Linked DNA regions of Mus musculus: regions 1, 2, 3 and 4 are each linked to region 5. A link is a contact called in public HiChIP or PLAC-seq and promoter capture Hi-C data. All regions are on one chromosome and are shown on one strand. The core of a region is the stretch at or near the end of the contact, and the rest is flanking DNA. Distances in the headings are between cores, read along the strand shown.

Evidence for each region. Promoter capture Hi-C pulls out the DNA fragments that hold promoters and counts their contacts. HiChIP or PLAC-seq counts read pairs in DNA pulled down with a chosen protein or histone mark.
Region 1: a contact with region 5 is called in an H3K4me3 HiChIP or PLAC-seq map of bone marrow-derived macrophages, with 4 times the contacts expected there. The contact joins the enhancer-like site here to the promoter of Tmem33 in region 5. A contact is called at or near these places in 7 of 39 promoter capture datasets (cranial neural crest, embryonic stem cells, frontonasal cranial neural crest and 3 more) and 9 of 115 datasets of contacts at active chromatin or transcription factors (bone marrow-derived macrophages, differentiating embryonic stem cells, embryonic basal ganglia and 3 more).
Region 2: a contact with region 5 is called in a promoter capture Hi-C map of pre-B cells, with 2.5 times the contacts expected there. The contact joins the enhancer-like site here to the promoter of Tmem33 in region 5. A contact is called at or near these places in 4 of 39 promoter capture datasets (HPC-7-derived erythroid cells, fetal liver, neutrophils and 1 more), 1 of 115 datasets of contacts at active chromatin or transcription factors (bone marrow-derived macrophages) and 1 of 9 other capture datasets (liver).
Region 3: a contact with region 5 is called in a promoter capture Hi-C map of embryonic stem cells, with 3 times the contacts expected there. The contact joins the promoter of Limch1 here to the promoter of Tmem33 in region 5. A contact is called at or near these places in 5 of 39 promoter capture datasets (embryonic stem cells, hippocampal neurons, liver and 1 more), 3 of 115 datasets of contacts at active chromatin or transcription factors (embryonic stem cells, large pre-B cells and stem cell-derived neural progenitor cells) and 1 of 9 other capture datasets (embryonic stem cells).
Region 4: an H3K4me3 HiChIP or PLAC-seq map of the SCID.adh cell line shows a contact between it and region 5, with 8 times the contacts expected there. The contact joins the enhancer-like site here to the promoter of Tmem33 in region 5. A contact is called at or near these places in 11 of 39 promoter capture datasets (cranial neural crest, embryonic stem cells, frontonasal cranial neural crest and 7 more), 22 of 115 datasets of contacts at active chromatin or transcription factors (the SCID.adh cell line, T-cell acute lymphoblastic leukemia, bone marrow-derived macrophages and 11 more) and 2 of 9 other capture datasets (macrophages and pancreatic islet).

Annotation. Positions count from the first base shown.
Region 1 is chr5:66,718,813-66,723,463 of GRCm38.p6, forward strand. No RefSeq gene overlaps it. Among named protein-coding and RNA genes, the nearest start is that of Limch1, 25 kb to the right of the region's middle. Within about 2 kb of position 2,334, at least 8 of the 459 cell types and tissues checked have an H3K27ac peak or open chromatin away from gene starts, as enhancers often do.
Region 2 is chr5:67,820,003-67,824,398 of GRCm38.p6, forward strand. All of the region lies in intron 1 of Atp8a1 (ATPase, aminophospholipid transporter (APLT), class I, type 8A, member 1), which reads right to left. Among named protein-coding and RNA genes, the nearest start is that of Gm52816, 8.4 kb to the right of the region's middle. Within about 2 kb of position 2,204, at least 125 of the 459 cell types and tissues checked have an H3K27ac peak or open chromatin away from gene starts, as enhancers often do. A contact at or near this core is called in bone marrow-derived macrophages, fetal liver, neutrophils and 1 more, where this site is marked.
Region 3 is chr5:66,744,063-66,748,723 of GRCm38.p6, forward strand. It overlaps Limch1 (LIM and calponin homology domains 1), which reads left to right and starts at 1,827. Exons shown (of 26, transcript NM_001001980.3): 1 at 1,827-1,943. The coding sequence starts at 1,848.
Region 4 is chr5:66,697,849-66,702,599 of GRCm38.p6, forward strand. No RefSeq gene overlaps it. Among named protein-coding and RNA genes, the nearest start is that of Uchl1os, 24 kb to the left of the region's middle. Within about 2 kb of position 2,148, at least 10 of the 459 cell types and tissues checked have an H3K27ac peak or open chromatin away from gene starts, as enhancers often do. A contact at or near this core is called in the SCID.adh cell line, where this site is marked.
Region 5 is chr5:67,257,693-67,262,037 of GRCm38.p6, forward strand. It overlaps Tmem33 (transmembrane protein 33), which reads left to right and starts at 2,873. Exons shown (of 8, transcript NM_028975.4): 1 at 2,873-3,114; 2 at 3,272-3,341. The coding sequence starts at 3,297.

The DNA of each region.
Region 1 (4,651 bases), core at 1,084-3,583, 540 kb before region 5:
AGTTGAAATCTCTCACTTTCTCTGTGTCTTCTCCCCTTCTACCCCCCCCCCCCCCCATGCCCAGTCACACCTCTAGGCTCAGGAGTGGAGGAGGAAAAGGCCAACCTTACTTGAGCCCCGTGTTCCCAGCTTCCCAGCTGTCCACAGAGAGCTGCTCAGTGCTTACGGGAAGAATGCATGGGCACCCTCATCAGAGGTCACAGTGGCATGTCCATTAACAAGGCTTCTGTGTAGCCTGGGCTTTTCTTGCTTTGTTCCACTTCTGTTTTTGCTGAGTTAGCAAGGTTATGGAGGGGAGTGACATCACTTCTCCCAGTGGGCTGTGATGGTTGTTATAGATGTGTAATATTGCCAAGGAGGCAGTGACTGGCGTGAATATCGAGGGAGGGTGGTCGAGCATCTTCCATGCATGTTCTCACATTTTCTGTAAGCGATATGCCTCCGTGATAACTTTTGACAGCCTGTATTTTTCTCTCTGACTATTTTAAATTCTAATTTAGACTGATGCAAAGTGCCCTTCCTCCACCCATTCAACCCCTCAGAACATCAGCCAGGTCTTGTGGAGGCACTGGGTCTGGATTGGTAGGGCTGTGAGAACTTCTGGTCAGGAACTAGTTGAGGAGAAAAGCCGGACAGCATAGGGAGTAGCCTTCGAATTCTTGAGGTGTGATTCATTAATCTTAGTTATTGGTGACGTCGAGATTGCCTGCAGGTATGGTTTTCCCAGCATCAACCATAAATAACATAGCAAAATCTTACTTTTGTGACACAGCCATGCCAAAGTCCTCTGGGACATCTAAGGTGACAGTTGCTGGCTTGTAGTGTCATCAGCAGTGGAAGCTGTAACCTGATGTTGCTGGCGGGGCACCCTGCCGAGTTCTCAGAGACCTGTGCCCCGGAGGAGCTTCCATCTTCACTTCCGCCACAGAAAAGAATTTTAGGATGAGTCAGTAGGAAACAGAGATGGGGTTGATGAAGAGGGTTTGGGATACTGGGCTTTATGGGCAAAATTTAACGGAGAGATGAGGTATGGGCATGTTTCTGTCCTTATGTGGGGTTTCCAGGATGTACGATGCACCTGATGCATGATGGGTGCACCTGATGCATGATGGGTGCACCTGATGCATGATGGGTACACCTGATGCATGATGGGTGCAGGCAATCTTGCAAAACCAATGACGTGAAGCAAAAGACAGTTGGTGGTCAGCCATCTCGGCTGGCCACGTGGGTCCTCTTGGTTTGTATGTCCTTCCTGTGATGCAGCTCTAGCCGACTGGAAGTTGCCCCTCTCCCTCCATACCCACCTTCTTATCTCTATAGGACACATATCTGTTCAGTTTTACCAAGTGCTGGTAACCCGTGCTTCCCAATGACCATTCTACCAGTAGTTTAGAATTCCCCTTATGCTGGCCACACATTATGATCTTTTTATATCAGGGGAGACTTGTACCTTTTGATAGATTTATTGGATATTTGATTTTTTTATAGTCTTTAAAAATATCTTATGTGGTGGCTACTGATCTCTATGCACACCTCATATACATGACTTCTGACTTTCTTCATTTTTCCAGAACACAATTATGTTTTGTTATGTTTTTGAAGTGTGTGTAGGACAGAGGTTGATTGGGTATCTTCCTAGCTTGCCCATTACCTTAACTTTTTATTTTTAAAAATTATTTATTTATTTAATTTGTGTGCGTGTATAGGGGATTAACTCAGGGCCTCAGACTTCAGCAGCAAGCACTTTACCCACTGAGTGGTCTCCTCAGCCCCAGAAGACAGTTTTAAATATAAACTTATAATTTGGTAGACTGACAGATAATTGATTCTAATCAGCTTGGAGTTAACACACCAGCTCTTCTCTTTCAAACTAAATCTAAATTACAAAAGGCAGTATAGTTCCCAGGTATTAAGTGGCAGATCTCCCAGGTCCTTCTGTCTGTAACTGTCACTGAATTGTCCCAACAGCTGCCAACCTGGCCTTCTGTGTCATAGTTTTATTTGATCGATACATGAATATACTAATTACCCAATTTAGGCATTACACCCAATGTACCTAATTCTGTGTCATCTTTGATGGCCAAACCAGTGGCTCCTTTTTGCCATGTGGGGACGAGGATGTATGTACAGAATGGATTCCCAGCTTAGCAGTTCCTGGAAACAGCTGCCTGTTCCCAGCAACACACAGCTGTTTTCCGTGTTCATCTCCCTGCCTCTTATTCTCTTTCCAGCCCTGGAGGGAATTTGGGTTTGTGTGGTAGATCAGGGTGGAGTGGAGGGGGCCAGCTCTCTCTCTAATCCCCTTTGTTATGTGAGTCTTCACTAGTCCCCCTAAGGCTTTTGAACTTGAAAGTCCCGATTGCTTCTTTGTTTCTCCTTTCAGCGGGCCACATCCTATCCTTCAGGCAAGTAGAAATAAAGACCTGATGTTTCAGAGAAAGAAGTGAGGAGAGGAGGGGAGGCTGGGCATGAGGAGGAAAAGCTGTATTCAAGTCGGAAGAGCAGGCAGTCCCACCCTCAAAAGGTTAAATGCAAAGTTAATCCTGCCCTTGCATTTATACCCAAGAGAGATGAAACCGTACATCTACACAAGAACAAACTTCCCCAGGAGCCATGTTCATAATAGCCAAGACTGAAAAGAACACAGATGTCCATCAGCTGGCAAATGAATAAATGAAGCTGCTTTCCATCCTTACAGTGAAATATGAGTTGGCAGTATGAATGAATGACGTGGTGGTATATGAAACAGAGATGGATTAACCTTGAAAGTATTGTGGAAAATGAAAGATGTCAGTGCATTAGACCTCATTTTGTATGACTCTGTCTAGATGGATGTCCAGAATGGGAAAATCCAGAGAACCCTAAAATAGTTAGTATTTGCCTGGGCCTTGGGGAAACTGGGAAGTAACAGGAGTGAGTAATAACAGGGATGGGACTCCTCCTTCTTGGGTAATGGGTACTCTGAAATTGGCTCCAGTGGTGGCACAGGACTAAATATACTGAAGCCGTGCGGCTGTGCACTTTACATGGCTGGACTGTATGGCACGTGACTTATAATTCAACCAAGCTGCTTTATAAAGGGCTCAAACTCTCTTCCAGCTACATGCACATCATATATATTACAGATATTTTAAAAATTGGAAGCAGACCCTAGAGATAGATTAGCCTACTTTTCCTCCTAAATATGTATTAGGTGTCTACTTTGATCAAAGCATAGTGGTAGAATCCCGTGGAAATTCAAATCTGAACAGGGCATGCCTCTCTCTCTGAGAAACTCACAAAATGACTGCTGCCAGTCACTTGGCTTCTAGCTGCTGTGGTCTGCAGATGGTACGGATTATAAACTTCACCTGCCCAAATTACCTTCCCAAACTTGAGTGTGCTGAGGTCGGCAGTTAAGAGAATCAGGAGGATGGGACTATATTGTAAGAAGCCAAACTAAAACAATTTAAATGTCTTTGTGGGGTAGGTGTAGAGGGGCCCAGATGGGATGGCTTGAACTGAGGAGGAGTTGTGGGGGAGAAAAAAAGAAGGGGAAAGGATATAATTATATCTTAATTAAAATTTAAAAAATTATCAAAAAAAAATAAGGTGCATCTAGAAGGTTGGGCCAAGTGGCCCATGGGACCTGAATGACTGAGGTGTTTTGTGCAAATAGACTAGGTGTCTCCGAAATACTGCTTGTGACAAAGCATCGTCAGAGATCTGTAGGAGCATCCCCACCAAGAAAGGGAACAGTGGGTTAGAAATCAGAAAGGCTGGTCGGTCATCAATGTGTTTAAATAGAAGGGCCAGCAAGACGGTTCAGCAGGAAAAGGTGCTTGTGGCCAAGCCTGACAGCCTGAGTTTCATATCCGAGAACTAAATGGTAGAAAGAGAGAAATGGCTCCCACAAGCTGACCTCTGACACCCCTCCCCCCCAATGAATACACATGTTAAAAAAACTAAGGGAAATGTGGTTAACGGGAGTCAGTGCGTGTCTGGCTGGACTTAACTCGGAAGTGTCGTGAGACAGTGCTCAGCTGGGACTGGAAGTTTTATTGGCGCGCAACTGGGAATCTTTGGGGGTACATATGCTGCCATTCAAGCTTTAAAATATCACGAAGGGCAACCACATAATCCCCTGAAACTTTCTTTAGTCTCTCTGAATCAAACCAGAGGGCAATTGGGTTGCCCCCTCTCTTGGCTCAGCGGTTCGGACTGACTTCTATCTTGTACGTATTTTTCTTTTAAAGGAAGGATTTGCTTGTCCAAAATGGGAAGAGAGTCGTGACTGGCAGTCTTTGTCCGGCACACGATACAATCTGGGACAAAGGTTTCTGTGTTTGCTCTGTGCTCAACAGGATGTATTTTAGACATGATTTTTTTTTCTCCTTCTTCAAAGCCTTATTCCTCCAGTAGCCATGGAACTGCACAGAGAACATCGGGCTCCATATGACTGGGGTCTGGCCCTGGGGTTTACAGTCTTGGCAGTAAGGAGCTATTTCCTGGTACAGGAACCTAGAAGAACTACTTTCCTGTTATGTCAACTGTCCAACCCTGCTATCTCCTCCTCCAGGGATCCAGTGAATCAGACTGCTTTGGTGGGGAGAGGGAAAATCCTATTCAGGCTTCAGGACTGGGAAGCAAGATTTCTTATTGTACAAATGCC
Region 2 (4,396 bases), core at 954-3,453, 560 kb after region 5:
GGAGTGAAGAAGCCAGTGGACCATGGGTCCTACAGTACTGTTTCTAGACTATCAGAAACCTCACAGCCAAGCGGATTCTCCTAAGTTGGTCTATCTGAAAAGTCAAGTGAGTTACCACATGCCTCATGAGAATGAAAGCAACTCACCCACTGGTGACTGGGTGAAACAGGACTCCAACAACACTGGGCTCACACAACCTAATTCACTTGATCCCACGTAAGGACAGATACATCTAGAAGAACAATGCTCTGTTGAAGACCCTGGCAATAGGATCATGATACTTCAGGTCTCTCACTTACCACTCTCCATTACCTGGGCCAAGCATAAATAAACCATGATAAATACTTAAAGGCTTATCTCCTCAAATTCTAGGTTCCTAGAAATCTGTCATATGACTGTTAAGTACAGACATACAGATGAGAAATAACTCCAGCTGCATACTATACTTCCCAATGTTTCTAAATGACCAACCATATCACTGAACTGCCTCAAGTATCATATTCCATTTATATACTTATATACATATATGTATATATTTTATAACATATGTAATATATAAATAAAATATACATTATATATTATATATGTGCATGTATACATATATAATACATAATTATTATATAATCTTATACTGAACAGTGAGTTCTGGGTTGCAAAAAGGATTTAGTTTTGCACCTATCATTTTTATCTTTGCCCAACAGTGTAACATGCACACAGCACTACCAATGCCCACTTCTTCAGTTTTAGTTTCCAGATCTTTGAGACACTCATTTCCAGGACTGAAATGCTCAGCTAGACACTTGACAATTACAGATACAACTAGTTTCTTAAAACCAAAACCAAAAACAACTTTATTCTTGAGACTTTCATAGAAGCATAAAATGGAGTATGCTCATATCCACTTCTTATTTCCCTCTATAATACTGCTAACATGCCTCCCTGGCATACTTCACCCTGACCCTCATCACACACTAAGTCCAGTTCGGACATGAGTGTGTAGCCATTCCCTGGAACAGGCAAACCTGCTGGCAACACAAATAGCACTTCCCAGTCTGTACTGGAACTGAGTAGACAACAATTTCTACAGAGCAAACTGACAAGGAAAGCATAGGGTGGCTTCGTTTAGTGTTGTTCTAGTTGGTGACTTCTTAAAGCCACCAGAATCAAGACAGTCTTCTAGAATAAATGATTCTGGTGTGGACACTAAATGGTTCACTGAAGTGGACAACGCGGTGGCTGAGATCTTAAATGTTCCCTTAAGATCTGCTGTCAAAGGCTTGGTTATCATTCTGTGACAATACTAGAAGGGAGGACCTGAGGCTAAGGGGAGATAGCTAGGTGATTAAGGACATACTTTTGAAGGGAACAGGAGAAGCTGGCTGGTTCTTCCTTCTGCCTTTCACTTTCTGTCTCTTCCTCCCTGCCCCCACTTCCTCCTCCCTCCCCTCTTCCTTTCTGCTTCCTTCTCCCTGTCTCTCTTCTGTTCTCTTCTCTTCCCTTTGTATTTGTCATGAGATATGTGACAGCATTTCTTTGACCATGAACTCTGTGCCATGACACCCTGCTGCTTTGCTGTGTGCCCTAAGTGATGGGTCTAAGCAAACCTGGCCTGGAGAATATGAAACCGAAGCCCAAATGCCTTTCTTCCTAATAAGTTCATTATCTCAAATACTTTATTCCAGCAGCAGAAGGCTGACTAACACACCTTTTAGTTTTCAAATGATAAGGGAGTATAGTGATTCGGTAATTTGGAGCTCTAGCTTCTATCTATATTGAAGATATAAATTTAGTAATACCCTACTTGATCTGATTTGTAGCCAACATTAGAAGCTTTGTTTCCTGAACAATATCATAATTTCAACAATGATAAAATACTTAGAATGCCCTAAGCACACATGAAACCATAGATTTATCAGGCTGGCTTCTTCATTTTTTATAATATGACCAAAGTGTGTGTGCAGAGTTCTGAGAAGCCTGAAATAGCAGCAGAGGGAAATAAATAGCCACCTGATACTCACCATTAACAAAACATCGCTTGGTATTTGCATACAAGGGTATAAAAGTGGCATGCTGAAGGTGGCCACTTCACCCTCCCGAAATAATTTCTATCAGCAACAGATGTGGGCTGGCATTGGGGCAGCATGTGAGCTACTTCTCTGTAATGAACACGTGCTCCTCTTTCTCAGCCATGCCAATCACTAAACCCGTGCACAGGCTGTGGGCCAGTTCTGGTTCCTCTACCGATTACATACATCACCCTGCATAAGCCCTTCCTGGTTATGTTCTAGTCTTGATAAATGAGGAAGCGGGGCTGACAATATTAGGCTGTCTCCTGGTCCTAAAGCACTCAGAAGTCAGTATCTTCCGGGTATGGGTAGACAGCCAACAGCGTGTGTATTTATAAGAACAAGGAAATGAAAAGTACGAGCCTTTTCAGAGATGTTTTATAAAAAAAACAGTTGATTTAGTCTGTAGTCAGTATTCAACCAGACCTCAAACGTGGATTTATAACTGCAGCCAAATCTCTGTTCTTGAAGAGATACTTGGTAACCATTAGCTTTTGCCAGCAGTGGCCTGGTCTCTTCTGAGCATTTACCACCGGGTTACCAAGTAAGAGGCCTTAGGCTTCCTCCTCCCTCTGTCCAGACCCAGCTTGCAGCTTTCAGGCCACACAGCAAGATGCAACCAAGGACAGAAAGGCTCAAAGGTTATCTAAGTGAAAGGCTTAACGTTTTCCAAGCCTTGTCACAGATACTACAACGCAATCCGCAGAACTTAATCCCATCATTTGTTCAGTCAACATACTTAATCTCTTTGGGCAGGCCATTTTACAAACCATTTCGGAAAGAGCTGAAGATAAGGTTCCCTCTCTCTTGGGTTTATTTTGTAGAGTAGAGGAAGATAATTACAGATCACTCTAAGGGAGCCGTAGGAAATGGCTAGCAGGTAGTGAAAGGCCATTAACGTTCTTTAGTCTCACTGTGGTGATAGTTTTTTGCAGACATCAGTGCTTTGTCCAAGGCAAGTGATGCTTCATCCTGAGTGGTCAGAGAAGACCTCTCAAGACGCTGAACTGAGAGACCTTAGTGATAGTTAGAAACGATGGGGGATAACACTGACTCAATCAATGAGTGTTCTCTGAAGAGAACCTGAATCAACGAGGGGCAGGAGAAGATCCAGAGACACAATGAACACCTTGAATTTAAAGTGCAAGGCCGTTGGGAGGCCATGTGATAGCATAGGTGAAAGACAACAGGGTCTGGATTCAGCTCGTGACAACTGATAGGAAAACAATGTAGAAACCATCCTCCTAACCTACATCCCTCCTTATCTTCCTACTGTGGTACAGTGTCAGACACGCCTGCCACTTAATGTTACACCAAGCAAAAGCCCACCCACGATCTGCAAGAGCTGTAGGATTTAAAAAATAAATATCCTATCGATAATCTTTTTATTGATTATATGTTATGCTTAAAGTACTCCAGATATACCAAGTTAAACACAATGTCAAACCATAGCTTCCACTTCCCTATAAGGTTTTGTACAATGTGTACAACCGTGATACCCTTGGGGCACTACAAGGAAATATCCTAGCTATTCTTATCTGTGATGAAATCAGAAAGGCAGATTATGGGAGGGGGAGCCCTTGAGACAGATCTGGGTTTAAAATCTGCCTAGGGCATTTCTATGCAACAATAAACAAAGCAATGTATTGTCTGGGCCTTACTTCCTCAGCCACGGTCAAACCATTGCTGTTAGGACGACTTAGTGTTAGCAATGTAGACTGATAGTTGCTACTCAAACTGTTTCCGTAGTCTAGTCTCCATAGAGATTATGTTTCTCATGCAATTCTGTAAGCAGATATTAAATAAATAAGTCTTCCTCTAAACTGCCATCTCTATATAGAGGTTATGCAACTGAAATGAGGGGTGAGTAGGTAGGAGCGAGAAGAGTTGCCTCATAACACACTTAGAGAGCCATTACGACTGTGCAGATTATGCAATTAGGAGGAGGGCCACAAATGGACTCAAAACATCTCTTGTATTACCTTCTAAACATACTAGGCAGGGTCCAATCACCTATTAGTCAATGGTTTCCGATACTCGTTCTTAAAGAGACTATATTGTTTGCTCAGGATTCTTGACCTAGATTGAGGTTATTAAACAAACAATCATGCTTACAACAGTCCGAAGCTAATAAAAGAGTATGAACTGGAAAACGAGCTGGCGACTTACGAGATGCAATTAAAGCTAGGGGCTACTTAGGAGGAAAGAGGAACACTGCTCACTGTCCTTTTCAAGGCACACACACAGACGCATGCGTGCACTCACGCACATATGCGTGCACAAATAAAAGTATCCTTTCCTTCTGTCCCGTACCAAGCTGTGTTTTTGTT
Region 3 (4,661 bases), core at 577-3,076, 510 kb before region 5:
CTAAGTAACCCAATGAAACTCATTGTTCACCAAGTTGGACTTGTATCTCATCTGCCACAGGATCCATGCCTAGTGTAAGTAGACATGTGGGTTGTGTCTTCCCAGGAAAGGTTTGTCACAACACCCTGAGCTTACTGAGCCACAGATGAAGTGACTGAGCAAAACTAAGGGGTGATAGAAGGAAGTGGGCAAAGGTGGGAAACCAGGGGGGTTTAGCATTCCTGGGCCTGAAGGGAGGAATGGGTCAAGAGGAGACAGGACCCAAGGAAAGAAGACATATGTTGCTTTAGAGTGGTGGTGTCAGTCAATCCTCAGGGAGACACCAGCGTAAATACCCAGTTTCCTTCTCCACTTGTCCCTCCTCCAGGCCTCTCCCAGCATGCTTGCCTCCCAAATGCACTGGTGCAGCCATTTCAAGAGCAACATGAGCAGCTTATTAAAAATCAACTGGCACCTTCTCTCCTCAACACAGGCCATCTCTTACCAGATAGCTCATTCTACAACATCTTTTGATTCCCATGTTTATTGTCTGCTCCCCAGTGTGAATATCGGTATTGTGAATATCTAGAGAAATACATACAGAGAACGGTGTCTCATATAGCTCAAGTTGGCTTGTGCAATGGATGACTTTGAATTTCTGATCTTCTGCTTGCACCTAGTGAGTGCTGGGATTATGAGCTTGTACTTCCAAGGACATGACGCTGGGGACAGAAAGCAGGGTGAGCTGCATGCTGGGTAAGCGTTCTACCAACTGAGCTATATCCCAGTCTAAGTGTACGTATCTTGAAGGCAAGTTCTTAGAATTGTGTCTTGCTGTGATGAAACACCATTATCAAAGCAACGGGGGAGGAAAGGGTATTGGCTTACATTTCCCTATCTCGCTGTTCCTAATCAAAGGAAATTAGGACAGGAATTCAAGCAGGGCAGGAGCTGATGCAGAGGCCATAGAAGGGTGCTGCTTGCTAGCTTGCTCTTCATGGCTTGCACAGCCTACTTTCTTATAGAATCCAGGACCACCAGCCTAGGGATGGTGCCACCCACAATGGGCTAGGCTCTCCCTCGCATTTTCTCAGTTAAGGTTCCCTTGTTTCAGATAATTCTAACATGTGTCAACTTGACATAAAACTAACCAGCACACATTTTAGGAGTTTTTGTTTGTTTGTTTGTTTGTTTGTTTTTGTTTTATCCCTCCCTGCCCCCACCCCACCCCCCATTCCCAATCCGGCAGTCCTAGGTTCCTAGCTTGGTGGTTGGAGAATAATAAGAGCTGAATAAATCCTGTGAATGAGTCAACAGGCTAAGGCCCAGGTAGCTTGCGGGGAGTCCCTCCCCTTTTAACAGAAAGATCTGGCGGTTGCCTTGTGAACACCTTAGAGTGCTGGGTCCGGAGCTGCAGCTCTAGGCCTCAGGTCTGTAGCTGGGAGGGACAGCAGGTGCCAGTCAGTCCTCCAGTTCTGCCGCAGTAGTGCTGTTTCCCCGCCCAGCTTCACCCAAGGTGCAGCTCGACCTGCTACCCAAAGTAGCCGGCCGGAGGCAGGACAAGCGGGGTGGCGGGCCGTGTTCCTCCCACGGTCCTTGCATGAGCCCGGGAAGGACGCCCGGAGCTCCTGGCAGGTTATTTTTAGTTGGGGGAGGGGACGAAGCGGCGGGCCCGGGCGCCACTGGCTGAGGTGGCCACGGTGTCCTCCGGCAGTGCGCGCCGCTGTCCTCCGGGACCTGCGCTCGGTGGGGGCGGGGAAGGCGGCTGGAGAGCGCGGCGGGCGGGAAGGGGCGGAGAGCGCGCTCCTGCGGAGGAGGCTGTGCTCATCCCGGCGGCCGAGCGCTCCAGTACTCGCCGGGCTTCGCAGATGGCTTGCCCCGCTCTCGGTCTGGAAGTCCTTCAACCCCTGCAGCCCGAACCACCTCCGGAGCCTGCCTTCGCCGAGGCACAGAAGTGGATCGAGGTAGGTGCCGCCACCGGCGGGCGGCCTTGCAGGGGCGCCCCAAGCTGCTGCCCCGAGAGCAGCGACCTCAGGTCCAGCCTTCCCCCACTTTCGTGGCCAGCTTCCCCAGGTCATCCTCCGCGGCCTTCGGAAGACTGAGATCCCTTGGCGTTGGGGCTCTGGGATGGTGGGCGTGAACAGGGGGGACACTGCGGTCTAGCTGTGCGCCCAGGGGCAAGAGGCTGTCCCCTGCGCCTTCATCCCTGCTGCCTGCGGAGCTCGCAATCTCCGCTTGGTTTGCAAGTGCTGCTACGGAAAGCGCAGTGCGAGCCGTAGCGCTGCAAAGGCTACAGGGGCTCGAGCTTCCAGAGCCCTTTGCGGGAGCCGCATTTCGGGGTGTCCCGCTCACTGCTCCACATTCCCTTGGCCTCTCTCTTCTCCCTTCCGGAGCAGAGTTGGCAGTATCACCACTGAGGCTCATACCCATCCAAGCCTCTTGGCTGTGTTCTGGCACCCGTTCAGGTGCAAGGTTGGCGCAGAGCACAGCGTAGGGGGGAACCTGCAAGACCTAGTTGTGAGTGCGCTATCCGTAGACACGCTGCCCAGCTATCGGTTGTCCCAGAGACCGCAGGGTGGGCTGCAGCAGGCCCCGTACCGGGCCAGGTTGGCACATTTCACTTCTTAAATGACTCGGTGGAAGGCCAAGGAAATCACTGGAGCTCTCGGCTCAGTCCAGGAAGCGCTCGCTGGGTGATCCTGATTCATGATGTCTATCTGCAGGTGCAGCTCAGTAGCCCTGCTATTCTGAAACAATCCGGTCTTTGGGTTCAGGACGCGTGGAGGGCGAGAGTGGGAGAGGTGATTTGTGATCCACTCTTGGAATTCCTATGAACCACCTTTTAAAATGCCTTGTAGAAGAGGAATTTGGCTAAATGGCGCGCAACCCCCTTGGCCTGAGAGTTCAAAGGAGGATGTGTGCAGCTAAGTCGTGACCAAGCAAGAATACGCTTCAGAGAACTCAGATGGTCGCTTAGCGACCCCATCCCCACCCTTGGGACAGCCCAGGTCTCCAATGTTGGTAGGGTGATAGAACTATAGGGCTGTATATTTAAACCTGCTGGGTTGCCTGCAGAGGCTATTGCTGGAAGGCTCAGCCACAGGCCGCCACCTTTCAGGGTCAACCAGCTTCATGGATGCAAAAAAGCTCCTTAGCGTTTGGAGCCATCTATTTAAAAACGGAACTAAGGAAACAATATATACCAGGCACCATTACTAAAAGTCAGGGCTGGCTTGTCTCTTGTAACTACCAGATGTAACTTACTACCAGATGAGAAAACGACGTTAGCCTCTTATTTTTGATGGAAGGCTTATTTTGATGGAAGGCTTGGAGCATGACAGGTGTTCTCTCTGAGTTTGGGGCTCACAGGCTCACTGGAGACAGTAGTGGAGAGTTGTGTGACAGCTTCTTTCAACTTCTTGAATTTTTTGGGGGGGAAATTAGCCTCTGTTTTCTCATAGGCACGTGATTTATTCCCAGTTTCTTTGATAGTAACTGATAGTAATTTATAGTAATATTGACATACATGTCCTGCCTTTAAAAGTGCATTGTGGTATAAACTCCATGCAGGATAGAATGCAAATCTGAATCTCACATCTCTGTGAATTTTGGAATATGTACACATATTTATTACATCTCCCCATAGATCAAAATATATAAAGATTTTTTTTTCCTGTTGGTATTTCAGGCTAAACATTACACAGTGTAGAACATTAGCTTTCATATCAGCTTGAGGAAAGGAAGAGACAGTTTAAGAAAGCAGAGCCGGGTTAAGCGCTAAACACAGTTTAGAATGGCTCTTGATACTTTGCCCTTTAAACCAGTCAAAGACAGTGAAAACCCAAATGGTGTGTGTGTGGCTTTAGGACCAGGCTGCCAGGCACGCTGCGTGTGCATAATTGAAGTGGCCTATCTCCTTTCCTCAGTGGAGTTGGATTTCATCAAAAGGGGAGTTTCCTCTCCTAAGCCCAGGCTGGGTAAAAAGGTGTGTGTGTGTGTGTGTGTGTGTGTGTGTGCATTGGGGGAGTGCTCAACACTCCCCCCCCTTTCCCCTTCCCATTCTTGAAATGTAAATGCCACGTTTGCAAACTGGGAGCCGGGGGCCATAACAGATGGTTTTGCACACAGTTGCCCACTGAACAAAGATTCCTGGGCTAATACAGCAATAATGTGTTTCTTAGTGTGAGCCGCTTCCCGTGGGGATTCTTATCAGGAGACAATCGCATCTCCCCTTAGGGGCCCATTGTCTCTGGCAACATCCTCATTGGGGAGGGCTTTGTTTTTCGGTTTTGTTCCATTGGTGATTAAATTTCCCACAGGCCTTTTTCATTTTTTTCTTTCTGTGCAGTCAGGAATTTTTCTGAAAAAAAAAAAAACCCACCAAAATGTTCCCTTGGGTGCAGCAGGTTAATAAATAAACTTTGCTACTACTCTGCATCTTTAGTTCTGGGCTTCTTTGAGTTGGTCTGTCTAGAGAATTTACATTCTTAATAAGGCTCACAGAGCAAGCTTCCGGACACAGGTTCTTAGCAAGGAATTTCTCAGCCTGTAGCCTTGACTGTTTGAAGACCGTCTTACTGGGCAGGAAATATGGCTCAGAAGCCAGGCTCCTACCTCCCCCAACACCAGCTTCTGCTTCAGCTGCCAAAGGTGAACTCAGTAATAAAGCTGGGCTCGGTCCG
Region 4 (4,751 bases), core at 898-3,397, 560 kb before region 5:
GAGGTGGAAGTCGGATCTGTTGTGAGTGTGAAGCCAGACTGAGTTAATGAGACCCCATCTCAAAACATTTTTTGATAAATTAAATAGGTCTTTAGGGAAGTATTTGCCCCAGCACTACAGCTAGCATTCCCCTCTTTTTCCCTTTCTTTGGCTTTGGCTTTGATTTAAGACTCAGAAACTAAAAGCATTCTTAGGTTCTAAATCCCGTGTCTTATGCCTGACTGGTCTCTGCCCCACCCCACACAGGGATGTGTGGATTTTAGGCTGACTTTGACAGGATTGCAGGCGTGTACCATCACAGCCTGTTTCATATGATGCTGGAAGTGAACCTGGAGCTTCATGCGTGCCAGGCAAGTCCTGTCAATGGAGCTACATCCCTAGCTCTTTCTTCTCTTGTGTGTGAGTGTGTGTACATCTATTTCTGTGTAGTGTGTGTATAGTATATGCATATGTTTATGTATGTGGAGTATATGTAATGGGTACAGTATGTTTATGTGTGCATGTGTGTGTATATATGTGTGTAGTGTGTGTGTATACTTCTATTTGTGTGTAGTGTATATAGTGTTTGTTAGTGTGTTTACATGTGTGTATAACTGTGTGTATATATGTGTGTATGTGTATGTATACTGTATGTAGATAGTATGTTTATGTCTGTATATATGTGTATGTTGCATATAGTATATGTGTGCGTATGTGTGTATTGCATGCATGTGTATAGTGCAAGTATATGTGTGTATAGTGTGTTTATGTGTGTGTATATGTGTGTGTATGTGCCCAGTGTGCCTGTGTGTAGTGTGTGTGTATGGTATATTATGTGTGTGAGTGTGTGTGTGTGTAGTGTATGTATATATGTGTGCATGTGTGTATCTGTGCAGAGGCTTGTGTCACGTGTCTTCCTCACTTCCCACTCTATTTCTGAGGAAGAATCTTACACTGAACTGAGAGCTCCCTGATTTGACAAAACTCACTGGCCAGGAAGCTCCGGGAATCCTCCTGCCTCCACCTCCCCAGTGCTGGGTTTATAAGCATCTCCTACCCTGTCTGTCCTTCAAGACAGATGCTAGGGAACAAACTCGGCGCATGCTTATGTGGCAAACACGTTGCTGACTGAACCACCTGCCCAGCTACTCTGCTTTTATTTAAAATTTGCCCTGATTCATAATCGTACACATTTATGGGGGTAGTATAATGGTTTGGGATATGTGTATATCTTGTAGTGATCCAATGAGGGTCATGAGATTAAAAAACAACAACAACAACAAGCAAAGAAGTTAGTATCTAGAGATTCAAAAGACTGTGCACAGGGTTTTAATCTACAGAACACCCCAGAGGGACTTTGGAAAGCTACATCTAATGTGGCACTCGGGCTTCATCAGGGAGGCTGTCTCCTGCCTAGCCTGGCTCTGAGCACCAAATGCACGTGGGGCCTGCCCCTTGCTACCACAACAAAGAATTTAGTACAAATTTCTGTCGCTGTGGACTACCTAATTTGACTAGAGACTCGTTCCTAAGAAATCTGTGGGAAGCAGAGTCCCACAGTGGTCACTGCACTTCCCAGCCTTCCGTGTACAGACCTGTCGCTGTCCCCGGAACTCAACACTCATATACACAGCACTTTAAGGGATTTTTACACGTATGACAAGGTCCCAATTGAGTTGACCTGAGGGTGTAATGGTTCTGCTCGGCTGGTCTGATACTCCTTGAAAAGGATTAAGCTTTTCCTAGGTGAGGAGTGTCCAGGAGCGAGGGTAGCCCACAGATGACGAGAGCCAGCAATAAGGAATTTGGCTAACAGCCTATCTGAGCCTGTTCTACCCCAGAACCACCAGAAAGGGACCCAGCTCAGCCAACTTCTTCATTTCAGCTTGCAAGACCCTGAGCAGACCCCCAGCCATGCCACACTAGACTCCTGACTGATATTGGGTGCTAAAACATGGGTCGTGGTATTCCGCTTTGCTTTGGGGGTCATCCAGGATGTGGCAACCTAAAACTCATGTGCAAGATGGTGCCACATGTCATGGAAGCATGGGGAACCTCCTCATTGTCCCCCCTAAGCCATCCCCTGCTTCCCTTGTCACTCAGAGCTGGACCAGGAAGACAGCATGTGGCTCGTCCATCTCCTCCCCTCTAGCCCCCCAAGTGTGAGGTGCAAGGGCGTTGTGGCGAAGGGCCATAAGCCGACTGCTGGGACCTCTTGCAGATGTCTGAGGTCACTGAGGTTCCTCTGGCCCAGCCTGGAGCCTTTGTCTGCATATGCTTTTCATCATGAGACACCAGGCTGGCGAGACATAAACAGGAAAGGTGACATGGAAGCTCGGTTATTTACTGAAATCTGACCTGCAGGGCTCACCCATTGCTGTGGAAGGTTACAGAAATCCTATTTGTTTGAACACAGTTATAGAAATATTCTTTGTGTTCATGGGAATGAAATATTTCACATTTTGTATGTGGTGAGGAATTCCAGACCCTTTTGTCTGGCCTGCTGCCTGCTTCTCTCAGGAAACATTTTTTTTCCTCTCTCTCTATTTTTTCCTCCATAGCTGCTGCACTCAAATATACCACCAATAAGCAACTTCAGTTACAGGCTTTCTTTCCTTTTTCTTTTTTCTTTTTCTTTTTCTTTTTCTTTTTCTTTCTCGTCTTTGTCTTTGTCTTTGTCTTTTTCTTTCTTCTTTCCCCCTTTTTTCTGTTTTCTTTTTGTTTGTTTGTTTGTTTGGATTGGTTTGGTTCTTGTTTGAGACAAACACACCTGAGTTCATTCATATATATATATATGTATATGTGTGTGTGTGTGTGTAAATATATATGATATACACATATATTATATACATATGTAAATATGTGTTATATAAATATTATATAATGATATTTATATATGTATTTGAACATATGAAATCCACATTGAGAGATTTATGACAATAATCATTTTAACACTGGAAATTGTCCATTAAAATTGTCTTTGAAGGCTGGAGAGATGGCTCAGCGGTTAAGGGCACTAGCTGCTCTTCCAGAGGTCCTGAGTTCAATTCCCATCAATCGGCTCACAACCATCTGTAATGGGATCTGATGCCCTCTTCTGGTGTGTCTGAAGACAGCTACAGTGTACTTACATATAATAAATAAATAGATAAATAAATCTAAAAAAACCCAACAAATTGTCAAGCTATTAAACAAGTTTTTGTTGTTGTTGTTGTTGTTGTTTAAATTGTCTTTGAAGCCAGGTAGGTGGCACATACCTTTAATCCTACCACTCAGAAGGCAGAGGCAGGCAGATCTTTTGAGTTCAAGGCCAACCTGGTCTACAAGTGAATTCCAGGACAGCCAGGACTACACAGAGAAACCCTGTCTCAGAAAACAAAACAAAACAAAAAACAACCAACCAAAAATTGTCTTTGAAATGAACAATGGTTCAGAGGCCAGGTCTGCTCCCTGCACTTGCTTCTGAGACACCATGGACCCACGTGCTTCCTTACAAAGTGACACAAGGGCTGGAGAGATGGCTAAGCCTCCAGGCTTGGTTCACAACCAGAATACAGACACAGGATGCCCGAGTCCGCTTTCATTCTTACAAATTGACTGGATGCACGGATTTCCATTGGATTTTCTTCTGTCACCTTTATTTTGTGTCCTGTGTTCTACTCCCAAAGGCCACTCCTGGAAGGCAAGCTACATGAGGGACTAGACGTTCAGCACATGGGCTTTGGAGACACTCAAGTTCCAGACTTGAGTAATTAGAGTAATGTAACATCGCTTCAGTCAAAAGTTTTCCTAAAGCACCTCTGTCCCCGAGCCTTTATTTCAATAGAAAGTGACACTGGTGTTTAACATGCGGCCATTGTTCTGAATAAGACGGTGACTGGGACTTCACAGTCTAAACGACGGATGAGACCGATGATCGGTGTTTTGCAATTCCTCAAGTGCCAGGACTCTTCAGTGTGACAAGCTCATTTAAATTAGGCCAACAGATTAAAATAGTCTGCTTTATGCCAGGTGGTGGTGGCACACACCTTTGATCCCAGCACTTGGGAGGCAGAGGCAGCAGATCTTTGAGTTCGAGGCCAGCCTGGTCTATATAGGGAGTTCTAGGCCAGCCCAGGCTACAAAGTGAGACCTTGTCTCAAAATAAATAGGTAAGTAAGTAAATAAATAATTCAAATTAAAACCCGAAACAATAAAAACAAAGCATTCTCTGTTTCTAACCATGGAGATAAAGCACCTCTGATCCAGAGATCTGAGAGAACTGTGACCATAGCCTTGAAAAGACCATTTCCAATTAAGTAGGCCTGATGCACTATCCTCCCTTGGCATCTGCAGGGATTGGCTCCAGGGTCCCCATGGAAACCGAGCTCTAGGGATACACACATCTCACATATTTGAAACAGCATAGCATGATACCATGTTATCTAAATAGTCTTATATCTAGACAAATTTGTACATACGTGGTACAGACAATTTTCTTTTCCTTTTTGAGACAGAGTTTAAACACGTGACCCACCAGGCTTTGAACTCAGATATTCTTGAGTGCTGGGATTAGAGATTAGCAGTACGTGCCACAATGCCCTGTTTCTAGTACTTGGGGTCCCAGGTAGGCTGAGTCCATGGCTGTGGGATTTATGGCTATGAAGCACTGAGCTTACGTTCAGAAAGCATCTGCATTCGTAGTTTTCTCATCTGAAGAAATATCGAGCTGGGGCTCTGTAGGAATAGGGGTGCTTCTTGAGTATCCCCCAAACTCACTGGCACTCTGTCCT
Region 5 (4,345 bases), core at 1,623-4,122:
GGGATGACAGATGTCCACCAGATTTTTCTGGAGTTTCCACTTTAGTTTTTTCTACATGGTTGGCTGCAGATTGGCGTGCAGCTTCACTGAGTGAAACCTCACATGAGGGGGACACTGCTGTATGGGTAATCCAAGCCCATGCGGTGTATTTAAAAAGATGTCTTGGGCCGTCAAGATGGCTCATCGGTAAAGGCACTTGCTGCCGAGCCTGATTACTGCTATTAGAGGGTTAGAGGTTACTTGGGGCTTCATCATGGCCACGAATACATTTTAATAAGAAGAGGCTTATTATCTAGGTACTGGTGCTCAAACCAGCATCAGGGTTGCGCCTGAGAGCACTCCCAAGATGCAGCACCTAGCCATGTCTGCCCAGGGTTTATTTATAAAGGCAAACCCACTTGATTATGTGTATTTTGACTAAGTGTAGGCAGGGTCTTATATTAACATGCATGTCTTGCTTTTGTCTTGATCATCTTTTCTAGACAGAGTTTGATTACAAAAGCAAAAATACCAGTTAGTCACATGACCTGTTATCTTGCCAGAACAGAATATTTTAGGAGCTCAGTCAATTTAAGAATAGTCTTCAACATCTGGGAAAAGGAGGAAATGGGCTGACAGGGTACAGCCTGTACACCCTGAGAAAGCTGTATGTGTGTGTGTGTGTGTGTGTTGTAATTACATTTTATTTATAGGTTAGGGCAGGCATGACATGGCATAGGTATGGAGGTCAGAGGACAACTTTCAGGAGTTGGTGATCTCCTACTGTGTGAATTCTGGGTTCATACTCACATAGGGTGATGGTTAATATTACACTTAAGGTTTTAATTACTATGCTTACGGTGCGTACAAGTTGTCCTCTGACCTCTACACACATGCTATTGCCTGCCTGCCCTAACCCATAAATAAAATGTGCTCAGAGTAATTTTCGAAGCTGGAAAGCAGTGAGGGAAGAGAAAGAGAGAACTATCAGGCGGAAGATGCAAACATTCTCTCGGCAGAATCTTTGCTTTCGTGCCTTTGCAGAGCAGCTTCAGCTTCCACTGTGGACTCAGTCTATTTTCTACTGTCCCCAAATGGCCTGGAACTGAGTTAACCGAAACTGAAATGACATCTGCTCGTACGGTTTCATCTGAAGCTTGAGGATGGACTTAGAAACAGACTCCATTTGCCTTCCAGATTTCTATATTTTAGAAGAGATAGGAACACAAGGAGAAAATCTAGCTATTATGGAGAGTGGGAAGACTGAAGGTCTAACTTTAGTATAAATCAGATGCATTGTTATCTACTTACGTATAGTTACTTATAGTCAGAAAATTCGGGAATACAGAAGAGGCAGAAGGAAATCAAATTCTGCTACTAAGAGTAAAAAGATCACTGATCTAGTCAGCAACACTAAGTCTTAGAATGAAACTCATCTTGCTGATAAAATGATTTAGAATTTCCAGGCATCTAGAACTGTGAGGAAAAAGAAGTTGCGTTGTTTAAACTACTCAGTCTGTTGTATTTGACACCCCAGGTAAACCAAGATACACATGTGTGCATGTACACACACACACACATACACACACACACAAACACACACACTACCCATACATGGTGGGAGAGCCAGATTAAACAAATAATCAAAAAGAAATATTAGACAATGATAAATATTCTAAAATAGGGGACAAATTATACTCCAGCAATGCAGAGAAGATAATGTGTTAGCTGAGCTTGGGTGATAGGGAATCTAGACTGGAGATTGTGGGGACCTGAATGTGGACATTGGCCTTAGAAGAAAAGTTTACAACATTCTACCGAGCATCCTTTGACTCCTAGACAGCAGCTGACTGGCGCCTAGGCTGCCATGAATCATAAAGGCAATTGTACTTCTGAGAGAGTAGGAGCTTAGAGATACTCGGTTCCTAAGTTGGAGTATAGATCTGTAGTCAGCTTCCTGTCCTCCACCTCTCTCTTCTGTTCTTCTTTTTCATTTTTCTCTATGCCTCTTCTCCGGGTCTCTGCAGACGACACCCCCACCCCTGCATACCTTTTATCTAGCCAGACATGAAATTATGGAAGCCACATTCAAGTCTTCTTTCCTGTTCTTTTCTCCCACACCATCACACAATTCAGGATTTCATTGCTCTCCCTAGTTGTGTGCAATGGCCTCCCTATGATCTTTCTAATATAGATGATGTCACACTTCTGCTTAAAGTTGTAGCTTGGCTCCCTAGATTGCAGAGTTAAGTTCAGAAGTTTTGGCATACATGCAGGCAGAACACTGTATACATAATAAGTCTTTAAAAATATTTTTAATTAAAATATAACTTCATCATTTCTCCCCTTTCCTTCCAACCCCTCCCGTGCCCTCATGTAATGTTTTTCTTGCCACACACCCTGCCTCTCAGCAGTTCAAATCTTTCACCCCCCCCCAGACCCATTCATTCAGTTCACACCGAACTGTCCTGATTCATTCTGTTACTTTACCTGCTCTGTTCTCTTATTTGGAACCTCCTTCCCTTTTCATATACAATTTTTCCTTTCCCTTCAAGATTTATGGCCAGAATTACTTTTCCAGAAACCCCTGATTAACTCAGCTTGTGGTCGTTTTTGCTCTATTGTCTCTGAGAAGGTCAGTGTTATGTTCTTTTTTTTTTTTTTTCCTCCAAGCGTCTGTCACATAGCCGGTTTCACTAGTGCTTGAAATAAGAAAACTAAATCACAGGGTTTGGTGAATCGCTATCTGGAGAGATCATAGATATTTCTGAAGCTTCTGTATATGGAAGTAGAGAGATTTTTGAGGTTCGGAAGCCAGCGAGGAAAATCGCCTGAGTGCCGGTTAAGACGAAAGTTGCCTCGGTGGTTTTACTTAACATTTCCGTGCCAATTGGCTCGTAGGGAAGGTGGAACCAAAACAAGGAGAAAAACTGCATTTCCCGTCATGCCTCCGGAAACCACGCCCGGTGACTCTCAACGTCCCGCCTGACTCACGTGGAAACGAAAGGATCACTTCCGGTTTTGCAACCCCGGGAACCGGCGGCGTCGATCGGCCCTTTAAGGCCTTTCTCCGAAGCTCCGCCTTCGCTTGGGTCTTTCTAGAAAGGCAGCTTCGGTCTGGACCGAGCGGGGCAGGTATTACCGGGCCGCCATAGGGGGACTTCTGCGGCTGTGTGCTGCACGCGTCCGGGAGGGCCCGTTCCTCCGGGGGTTTGGGGTTCCTGCCGGCTCTGAAAGCAGGTCGGAGGGTCGTCGCCCCGCACTGACGTTTTGCTCTTCTTTGCTGTTGCAGCGTCCCGGGCTCCCGAGTGTCTCCCATGGCGGATACGACCCCGAACGGCCCCCAAGGGGCGGGCGCTGTGGTAAGTGAGCGGCCTGGTCGCCCGGCTCCATCAGCCGGAGTTGGCGAGGAGCAGGAAGTGTTTGAGAGGGCTAGAGGGTTCTAGAAGCCGCTGCCTGCCGGACTGGGGTTAGGGAGGAGCCGAGTGGCGGCCAGAGGAGCTCCAAGTTTGTTTCAAAGGCGACAACAGGCAGTTCTGGAGCAGGCGGCTGTCACCTGTCAGCTAGGGATGTTGGCCTCCTTGCCCCTTCCCACACCGCGGTCTCCGATCGTCTTCGGCCCCCAAGGTGGAAAATACCATCTATTCAACCCACATGCCTCGTGGTGCGCGTCGTAGTATTGCCCTTTGTACCTACTTCAAGCCTTTTAAGAAATTTTGCAAAGGGGAGAGAGTGGTGTGTTTCTTTGATTAGTCGTTTACAAAGAGGAGGACTGCCCGTTTGTAAACTTTATAATTAAAAATGTTGATCTACAGGTCGACTCGAGGTAGTTTTTGTGTTTTTGCCCTTAAATTGAAGTTTTGATTTTTTTTTTTTTAAAAAGCTTTTTACAACACCCCTGTACTGTGTACACGCACTTAACTTTGCTGACCCATTTGGAGATTTTTGATAACCCAAAAATACTTAAGTATTATTTTCCACTTCATTACATTTGGGGAATTGAACATGGATGCATTTTAATCTACTTTGTAGTTCACGTGCAGATTTCCTTAACTGTCCATTGTCCCTTCCCCTCTTTGGGAAGCAGCCATTGTGTTTATTTGTTCTGCCTCTTTACTCCCAGTCAGTCCATGGAAATCCCTCTATTATCTCTGGGCTTTGAAGACACACCTAGTTTCAAAAGTCTAGACCTGTTTTACAGAAGGCTCTAGAAACTGAAATTACATTTTGATTATGCCCTTCTCAGGACACAAGAACCATTTTATGTTGATTCTTTGGGGAATTAGGTATGATCCTGAATCAACTGATTTGCCATTGTAAAAATAGATTTCACCCTTTGTAAGTAAGAAGTTGTCTGGCCTAATAC